2 separate regions of the Zea mays genome follow, and region 2 is linked to region 1. Evidence: chromatin contacts called from public Hi-C data. All regions are on one chromosome and are shown on one strand. Each heading gives the region's core, a stretch centred on a gene start, on an enhancer-like site or on the middle of the called end of the contact. The rest is flanking DNA. Distances are from core to core; before and after follow the strand shown.

What was found. Hi-C and Micro-C count contacts between places; a contact is called where the count stands out from the background.
Region 2: a contact with region 1 is called in a Hi-C map of leaf, with 5 times the contacts expected there. The contact joins the promoter of LOC100283099 here to the promoter of LOC100192469 in region 1. A contact is called at or near these places in 3 of 25 Hi-C or Micro-C datasets (ear, leaf and tassel).

What each region holds. Positions count from the first base shown.
Region 1 is chr8:14,321,053-14,325,696 of Zm-B73-REFERENCE-NAM-5.0, forward strand. LOC100192469 reads left to right here and starts at 3,160. Exons shown (of 4, transcript NM_001137689.1): 1 at 3,160-3,195; 2 at 3,787-3,961; 3 at 4,074-4,291; 4 at 4,384-4,644. The coding sequence starts at 3,853.
Region 2 is chr8:14,486,635-14,491,423 of Zm-B73-REFERENCE-NAM-5.0, forward strand. LOC100283099 reads right to left here and starts at 2,069. Exons shown (of 3, transcript NM_001156001.1): 1 at 1,725-2,069; 2 at 1-303. The coding sequence starts at 1,994. It overlaps LOC100276063, which reads right to left. Exons shown (of 7, transcript NM_001149944.2): 5 at 4,633-4,789; 6 at 3,677-3,732; 7 at 2,805-3,331. The coding sequence ends at 3,179.

The sequences.
Region 1 (4,644 bases), core at 1,910-4,409:
ACTCTATTTTAGTTTCCATATTTGACAATTTAGTTATCAAAGTGGAATAAATTGGAGGGACTAAAAATTAGTCTCTAAAACCAAACACCCCCTTAGTGAGAGTCTATGTATTATAGGACGGAGAGAAAGCAGAGTGTTTAGATCTATATATGACAGAGTACTTTTGTCGCGGTTTTCTCCATGCTGTCACGTACGAGTGTTGTTTCAGTTATTGATAAAGTTCGGACCTTAAGAATAGGAACCGATTGGTTCCTAAAAATTGGTTTTTAGAACTGGGGGATTTTAGGAATGATTGACTTTCTCTCTCTGTCTAGGTTAGTTCCGATTATTTCGGTTCGGTCCCACGCTGCCAGCACACCCCCTTCCTCGCCAGCTCCAAAGCCGTTCCATCTTATCCATTACTGTAGTACGTTAAATTAAACAGCCAGATGTTGATCTGCCATCATCGGGCAAATCACCGAATACAGATGTAAATAACAGATCCCGTCATGTAAAGATTCTTGATTCCACGATGTGTCATTCGACGACCGTACTATTTTTTATTCTTTTCAACGTAACACCAGTAGTGTTTTGATACACAGATAGCGTCTTCTCTAGCTAGTACGCCGTTCGGAGCGTAAAATATCCACCTCATGGTGCTTGCTCATCTATGCATGCGTATAGATAAATGGACTGGGGTTCTAGTCGTGTGTGTGTATATAATATCAATAATTGTGCACGTGATCTGGCCCACGTCAGTTGCACAAGCTAAAAGCAACGAAGACCATTAGTCAATTGCACAATCTAAAGCAACAAAGAAAGTAGCGGTGTATGTATATATAATCATGAATTGGCTGTAAGATTCCCTTCGCACCATCGACGTATAGTACTCTCTCTCTCTCTTCCTAAATAAATTAATTTCTAGAGTCATTCTTAAACCGAGCCTTTTGCAGTTACAACTTAATTTATAAAAAAGCATGGGCGCACAATATACTTATTTAGTGTCACATATATTTATATTTTTTCCTATAAATTTGGTCTAACATAAAAAATATCGACTTAAGACGACTCTAGAAATTGGTTTGTTCATGTAGTAGTGTGACTTTTATTTCTTTATTATTATTATTATATTATAAGTAAATACATAGTTTTTTTTGTTTTCTTGGACGGCCCTGCTCCTTCCAGGAATAATACATTCCAAGTTATAACGTATGGTCCAACGAGGCACGGTTTTTTAAATTGTTAGCTAAATCATTAACTTTAAATATTTTAAAGTTTGAACCGGTATCAAATTAAAAAGAAAAGTGCTATTCAGTTTTCTTGGAATATCCAGCCCTTGGCCTTTGACCAGTAGCCCAGTATAGGTAGGTCAGTTTCTACCTCGATTCGCCATCCACCAAAGACATCTCCGTCATGGGCCCGTCGCGTGAGGCGCCACCCGATGTTGATCCGGATCCGGCGTTGCGTCAGGTCGTTTGGCTGTTCTAGGGCATGTATAAGTATAACCCGCAAAATTCTTGATAAATACTGCCTATGTTCATCAACTAGTTCATTTTTAAACTAAACAGTGACAAAAAAAATAGAACAGATGGAGTAAGATATAAAAGACTTGATGTATTGTGTTGTATAAACGAGTTTCTTAGGTGTATCTAGTGCTTGAAGAACCGCAAACATAGTATCTAGGTTGTACATGTCCTTAGAGGTGTTTGTTTATCCTAACTAAATTTAGTTCGTGTCACATTAAATGTTTAATATTGTTTATATTTATTAAAGGCATAATTAGATTTAATAAACTTGTCTCGGCTTTTAGTCTTCATATATGAAGTTGATTTTATAATCAAGCTATAATTTATTTAACTATTTTTTAAACATTAGATACGGTAGAGACTAAATTTTACTTCCTCCGTCTCAAAATACAATACGTTCTAGACTAACCATAGATTCATTAAGAAACATGTGAATGCAGTTTGCGTGTATATCTATGTTTTCATTAACATTTGAATGAATGTGGACGAGATAAAAGTGGGTTAGAAAAAAAAACTATATTTTGGAACGGAAAGAGTAGTTAGGTCGGATGGACCAAACACAACCTTAGGGCTTACTTCGTTTTGTTGGTAATTCATGTGGATTGATTGAGATTGAGTCGGTTTAAATCTATAGCAAATTAAAATACATCTCAATTCTACCTAATACACTCCAAGTCGTTAGAATGAGAAGAGACTTTTCCAAGAGAATACATTGCAGCGGGGTCGCAGTCCATCGAGTCCATCGTTTTCTCAAGGCACGCGGATTCTGCCCACGTCGCCGTCGCAAGTCGGAACGAGCCAGCACAACACCGCGTTGCTTGTCGACTTCAATCGAGCGTGGCCGTCATCGTTGCGTGAGCCTATTATCCATGATCCATGCGTTTGCAGCGGTAGTTGACCGGTTGCTGTATAGGAAACCCGATTGGGCTAACACCAGACGTCTCCGCGTTCTCATATACGTACAGAGAAATCCAGGTTTTTTTTAGCTCACAACAGCGTGTGACCTACGCGGATCATATCAGACAATTCGTACTACAGCACTCGGGAAAGCTGCAGATGGGCTAGTACACACCTTGCATCCGCTGGTTTCCGTGCATTTTGAATTAAAAAAGAGAGAGAGAAGAATTAAACCTGTGCCTGTCTGAACGGCGACACAGTAGAGCACATTCGTGTCGTGTCGTGTAGTGTATCTCTGCTAGTGAGGAGTTCAGCAGAGCCCTTGCCAAGAACATGCGATTGTTTGATAGGAATTGCAAAAATTAAATGCCGAAGGTGCATTTGATAAGAAACCAAGTGTATTACGTTATAAACATCAGGGATCAGAAAAACCTACAATTCATATCTCTCGCATACTCTCTTCTTTCTTCTTCTATCTCAGCCGCCGATTGACCGCCCTACCCGACGGCGTAGTTGACACCATAGCCACACGACACCAGCTGGGTCAAGGGGTCCAAGCCTGCGCTGCGCGGCCAAGCTTTTGCCCAGACCATCATTGCTCCTCTCATCTTTAGTTGGGGAAGTGGGAAAGTGGCAATCATACGGACCCATCAAAAGAGGCCCCTTCATCTTTGGTGGCCTAGCTGGATTGGATATTTGGACGAGTGTTCTTCTTGGCTTGGCCACCCGCCTACTCCGTCTTCTTCATACGAGACAAGCCGTGCGCTTCTTCTTGGCCTAGCCCTTCGAGCAGGTGCGTGCGAGCGGCCTCCTCGCCTTCATGATTCCGTCCTCGCATCGCATGGCCTTCTGCGTCAGCAGATGCCTGACGGGTGGAGATTTGGGAGAATCCCAGTGATTCTGTGAATCCTTTTTGTTCTCTGCTTCGTCGGTTCGGGGTTTTAAGGTTTTTGCGCTCAATTTCTTCCCTGCAGTTCACTTTGGGCACTAATGGTTGCTGCTGTCTAGTCACTGAAACTCTACTTTGCGGTAGGTTCGTTTCAGATATATTTTCTTATAGATTCTGGCTTCCCCATTGCTGTCTTGAAAAATCCAAGTAGTTAATAGCGAAATTGAGTTCCCCTCCACCGAATCGTGCAGTATTCTTGAAGAAATCTAGTCACTATACTGAAATGTCTGTTTCTGCACTTCTTCATGTTCATGCCTAATATGCTAATCGTAGGTTTCGTTTTTTTTAAAAAAAAGGGGAACTGCTAATCGTAGACGTCATTGGAGGGATTGTTTCTGATTGTCCATGGTTCCTTTTGCACATTGTTTCAGTCTACTACTCATGCAAGAAGAATCGTTCACACGCTGAAGAACAAGAATCGGTGTGTATTTGCAGGGCAGGAGAGGAGGCCACTCTGACTGTCACTCTGAGCTTCGCGTCACCTGAGTACTGACGGACGACATGGGAGAAGTTGAGGACATGTACACCCAAGACGGGACCGTGGACATGAAAGGGAATCCCGCCGTGAAGAAGGGCACCGGCAACTGGCGCGCCTGCCCCTACATCCTCGGTCAGTGCTCAGTAGTCATTTGTGTCCATTGCCGCTCTGCTTTGTGCTCGCTCTGTTTGTTTGTTGTCGACTCCATTGACGGCCGCTGATACTTACATGGTTGATGGTTCAGCGAACGAGTGCTGCGAGAGGCTGGCTTACTATGGCATGAGCACCAACCTGGTGAACTACATGAAGACCCGACTTGGCCAGGTGAACTCCGTTGCCTCCAACAACGTCACCAACTGGCAAGGGACGTGCTACATCACGCCGCTCATCGGCGCCTTCTTCGCCGACGCGTACATGGGGAGGTTCTGGACCATCGCCATCTTCATGATCATCTACATTTTCGTAAGATCGTCGCTCGAATCCCATCCCATTGCCATCCGACGAGGAGAAGACACCACCTGTGACTGACGGATCGACTCAACTGAACTGAACAGGGCCTGGCGCTGCTGACGATGGCTTCGTCGGTGAAGGGGCTGGTGCCTACGTCGTGCGGCGACAAGGATGTGTGCCACCCGACGGACGCGCAGGCGGCGGTGGTGTTCGTGGCGCTGTACCTCATCGCGCTGGGCACGGGCGGGATCAAGCCGTGCGTGTCCTCCTTCGGCGCCGACCAGTTCGACGAGAACGACGAGCGGGAGAAGAAGAGCAAGAGCTCCTTCTTCAACTGGTTCTACTTCTCCATCAACATCGGCGCG
Region 2 (4,789 bases), core at 819-3,318, 160 kb after region 1:
CTCCTCGCGGAAGGCTGTGCATGTGAACTCGAGCTTTGGGCCAGAGTCTTTGGAAACTACCACCTTAAGAGAGATGCTGCTATCCCCGGCACTCTCGTCATCTTCTTCTGCTTCTCCGTCGTCCTTGACAGCGCTCTCACCATCGCCCTCGCCATCCTCATCACCAAACTCGGGGCCTCCTTCTAAATTAGGCATGCTGACAGTAACCTCGACCTTCTCGTCCTTGTAGTCCCTTCTCAAAATAACCACGCTCATGCCCTCTTCGTCGATTAATTCAAATGGGAAGTTGTCTGGAACAGGTTCCTGACAAAAGAAGAGGGAAAATGAATATAGCTAACAGCCTTATATATTTGCAAAAATCAAGGAATCAAAGTGGTGTGGAACCAGGAAAGTGAATTTTTTATATGTTACATGTCAAATCTTCAGAAAGTAACATCTGGCCAAAGTATTTTAGGACTGGTCATCACCAGATAATCAGTCAACCTCAATGTCAGCTTGAACATTGCTCTCACATAAGTAGTTCAAAACTTGAAGCCGGATTCTCAAAAATTTCAATCATTGGTTTTTGGTCCCCACTAATTTTGAAGTCACAATCCGTAAAAGTCATTAGAATGATTGGGTGATTTGACATCAGCCGAATGATTGCTGCTGTTCAGAAGCAAAACAATAAAAAATATGTGGATTTCTTTTGCATTATATAATGAAGATTGAAGAGGCAACATGGTATCGAGCCAGTCTCACGCCAGCGTGCTTTATTGGATGATTGAACACAGTGAATAACAGATGCAAGGAACAAAACAGCTCTGAGGGCCAACTCATATAGCATATTTGCAGTATGATTTCTACTAACAGAATATATATACTATGTCTGGAGAATTTTTTATACCAAGTTGTGCAGATGGAAACACGATCCATGTAAGAACACGAAATTGTTTGATCTACTACCACCAAACACAAAGATGTAATAAACTAATAAATTTACCTTTCAGGAGATAAACCCATTCCATTGTATAGTACATGTTATTAATCAAATCCTTTATGCAAAGTACTCTCTCCATTTCATTGGCTTTTCTACATACATACTTTTGTTATTTTACTTAGATATACATTATGTTTAGATACATATTAAAAGCAATGTATCTAGAAAAGTCAAAATGCATTATAATTTGGGAAGAAGGGGTCACACAGAAAATGGTTGTTAGGCCCTATAAAATTCAAGATGTGTCAAATTTTGTGATGAAGAGAGTAGCATTTAAGTAGTCAGATTAGCTAAAAAAATGACTGCTAGGCATTGTTGCGAATTTCCTAACATACAAAATTGTAGATGGATCTTCAAACTAATGGTAAATTAGTAGCTAGCACGAGTATTGATCTCAGTGAGCAGAAAGCAATAAATTCCTACCTATCAAAAAAAAACTTGACCTAGGGGGTAAAACAGCCCCAGGACATTGCTCGATAGAGAAGATATCTTATCCAGATCGAGAAAACCCTGAACCTCCCTAGCCTAAAATTCGCTCCACTGGCATTCGAACTCAACACGTATTAAGGCCACCTAACCGACTCATCTAGACTCTCCACCACAAATTCCTGTCTAATACGTCTCAACACGATTCCTGTACTCGCGAAATCCCCGCTGCTTCGATGAGGGGGGACACGTTCACCACATAATTCGACAGGAACTGAACAACTCAACAAGTCGCGAAGCACAAGGGAGTCACAGCCACCTGCTGGTCGCTGTCGAGGTACTCCTGCGCCTCCCTGATCTCGACGTCGAGGGCTGCGGGAAGGTTCCCGGAGCTGGGCCCCTTCTTCTTCTTTCCCTTGGCCTTGCCCTCCAGCACCACCGGCGCCGAGCCGGGGCCCTTCGCCGCGTGGAGCGGAGCCAAGAACGGCTGCCGGCGCTGCGGCCGGACGCGCGCGCCGGCGCCGTGTGGCGCGGACAGGGCGGAGCGGAAGAGTGCGGCGGCGGTCGCGGAGGCCAAGGCCATGGCCATGGCCATGGCGGTGGTCGAGGTGAGTGACGGAGGGGATAAGGCGAGGCCGCGAGGGAGAGGGGAGAGGAGGGCTTTGCTTGGGTTTTGGATTGGACTGCTCTTATTGGTGGATGCGTACGGGCTGGCGGCTTTCGTGCGTGGCCCACACGTCAGTGAGACGGTGACAGGCTACCACTACACACTACAGACACCGAGACACGTCAGTGAGATACTAGTTGTGTTTGTATGGATTTGGTGTAAGAACTGAACTAGGGAACAGCTCGAAAGCTAAAAAAAAGTTGCTGAGAATCTTTCAAGAAACTGAACAGCTCTCGCATAGTCATTTATGAGAAGACTTGTGAAAGCTGAGCTTTTGGTTCAGTTGTTCGGATATTAATAGTGATATATACAATTGCAAGCACAAGCATGTACCGTGTCTGAGAGCCTGTAATTTGGCAATCACCCGACTGATCACGTATATACAATGGCAGGAGACTATTTTCACAAAGGACTCCCTGAATGGCTGGACCTCATCAATATCATCTCCATCCGAGCCTTTATTTGTTCCGAGGAGCAAAAGAGGGGAAGAATTTCCGAGAACCAAGGAGCAAATGTTAATTTCCAGACTAGTAGTACAACAGCGTCAACACCTGACACACCATCATCCAACTTAGACCTTGTTCGGTTCTGTCGGATTACACCCGAAATCGTTCCAGCTAATTAAAGTTTATATAAATTAAAGATATAATCCGATTATGAATCGTTTCGACCCACCAATCCGGCACAAACAAACAAGACCTTAGGCTGCCATGTCCAGCTAGAAGCAGGCAAGGAGCTGGTGGCCAAATAGCCCCTCCTGGACCATCAAGAGCTTACAGCGTGAACACCTGACACACCATGGATAGCTCATAGCTGAGTAGTACAACAGCGTGAAGTTCTTACATATATATCCCAGCGGGCTCCAGTTTTCAGTCATTGGTTACACATAATTTAATTTCCAGAACGATTTTCTAGGAACAAGTGTCGAGGCCTCTCTCTCTCTCTCTCTCCCTCTCTACACAAGCTAACCTACTGCTGATGGCTGGCTCTGTTTGTGTGACCATTCCTCCGCACGAAAGATGCGCAAGTCAACAGGGGTAAGCAAAGGTGCTGCTTACAGAACTGATGTGACAACTGACAACAACCCAAGGTGTTCTGGATGCGCATCACCTTGGCGAACTTAAGTGGAAGATCTGACAATCTGGTTGGTATTTGTTCTGGGATGTAGCCTCTTCAAATTTCTTCAGTGGCCCTTCGTTCTCTGTTAAGCCAGTCTGGACAAAGTATCTTGTCCACCACGAGGAACTCCGCAGTTTTGCCTGGACACAAACAAAGGTAGATTTTGTCAGTGAAAGAATCTAATTTGCCGGCCATGACAAATACCTTGGGTAGGCTAGAGTTGAAACCCAACACAAGCCATAAATCACTTAACAAGTTCAAGGACTTAGGAATGCATTTTCAAAGTTTGTTGACCTAAGTGTCATCCCTTGACAAATTGAGAGGCCACTGATGCATTTAACTCTTTATACAATGTGTTGCTATATCATGAACAGGAAATGTGCAGACTGCAGAACAATAGTTTGGCTTCGTAAATGGGACAGCTTGTAGTTAAGTCATATGCAAAACAAATGTGCATGCAACCAATAGAAACCATCTATGCATACCGGTCTTCCAAATTTTGGTAGTTCTGAGACCTTAGCTTTCTGTTGACCAGGATTGCCTGTAAAGAAGAAATGAAACAAACATTTCTCAGATGATCTAAGCCATCCACGTATACCACAAAAAGTTATGTTTAAACATTTGATAATGGTATAAAAAGAACAGGAGTAAAGCATTATTCAGGGCCTAGGTGGACATTACTAGCATATTGCCAACTTTGAATGACTACTCAAAAAAGAATATAGATCTGTTTGAGCAGAAAAGTTTCAGCTCCAGTACCCACCACAAGAGTTCAATCAATGTACCTACCTACTTCAGAGAACACACCTTAAAAGTTGATAACACTTTGGTCTCCAAGACGTTAGTATCATCTGGTGTGTTTTTTTTTGACCGAATAGTATCATCTGATGTTGCAGTACCCCAGATATAAATCTGTCATCTTAAGATAGAAACACATACTACTTTCAAGGTTCTTCCTTGTATCATCTGATATTGCATTAGCACATATTTAAGGATCATCCATGCATCATCTGTTATCTTAAGATAGAAACACATACTTCTTTAAGGTCCATCCATAAGATCCCTTTTTGTTTCCACTTGGGAAGAAAATCCATTTAGTTCAAGACACACAGCTAAGATGGAGTTATTAATACAAGGGTCGAGTTTTTTAGGAGTTCTTAATAAAGTTAAAGAAAGACACGTGGAAAAACAACAGCAAGATCTAAGATTATTCTACAGGAATATTTCAAGTACAAGGTGGTTTGTTTAGAATATAACAGCAACCAAAAGAATATAAACAATCAGTAGTATTTCACCATTTGGTGATAGCAAAAAAGTGCACATGGTCACTTATATAAAATATATTTTACCACACAAAGGTACAACTATTGGTATCTGTAGGTCCAATGAGGGTTTCCCATAAAAAGAGAAGGCGATAAATATTTCAAGAAAAAACACATACCAGCAAAAATCACAAGGCCATCTGTGGAAACCCTTGCTAAACCGGGAAGTGTTTTGTTCAGATACCTTGGGGTCAGATAATCTAAAGCATCTGACACGATAACAAGATTAAAAGAATCTGGACGGTATGGAAGGGGGAACTTAATATCAGACATACG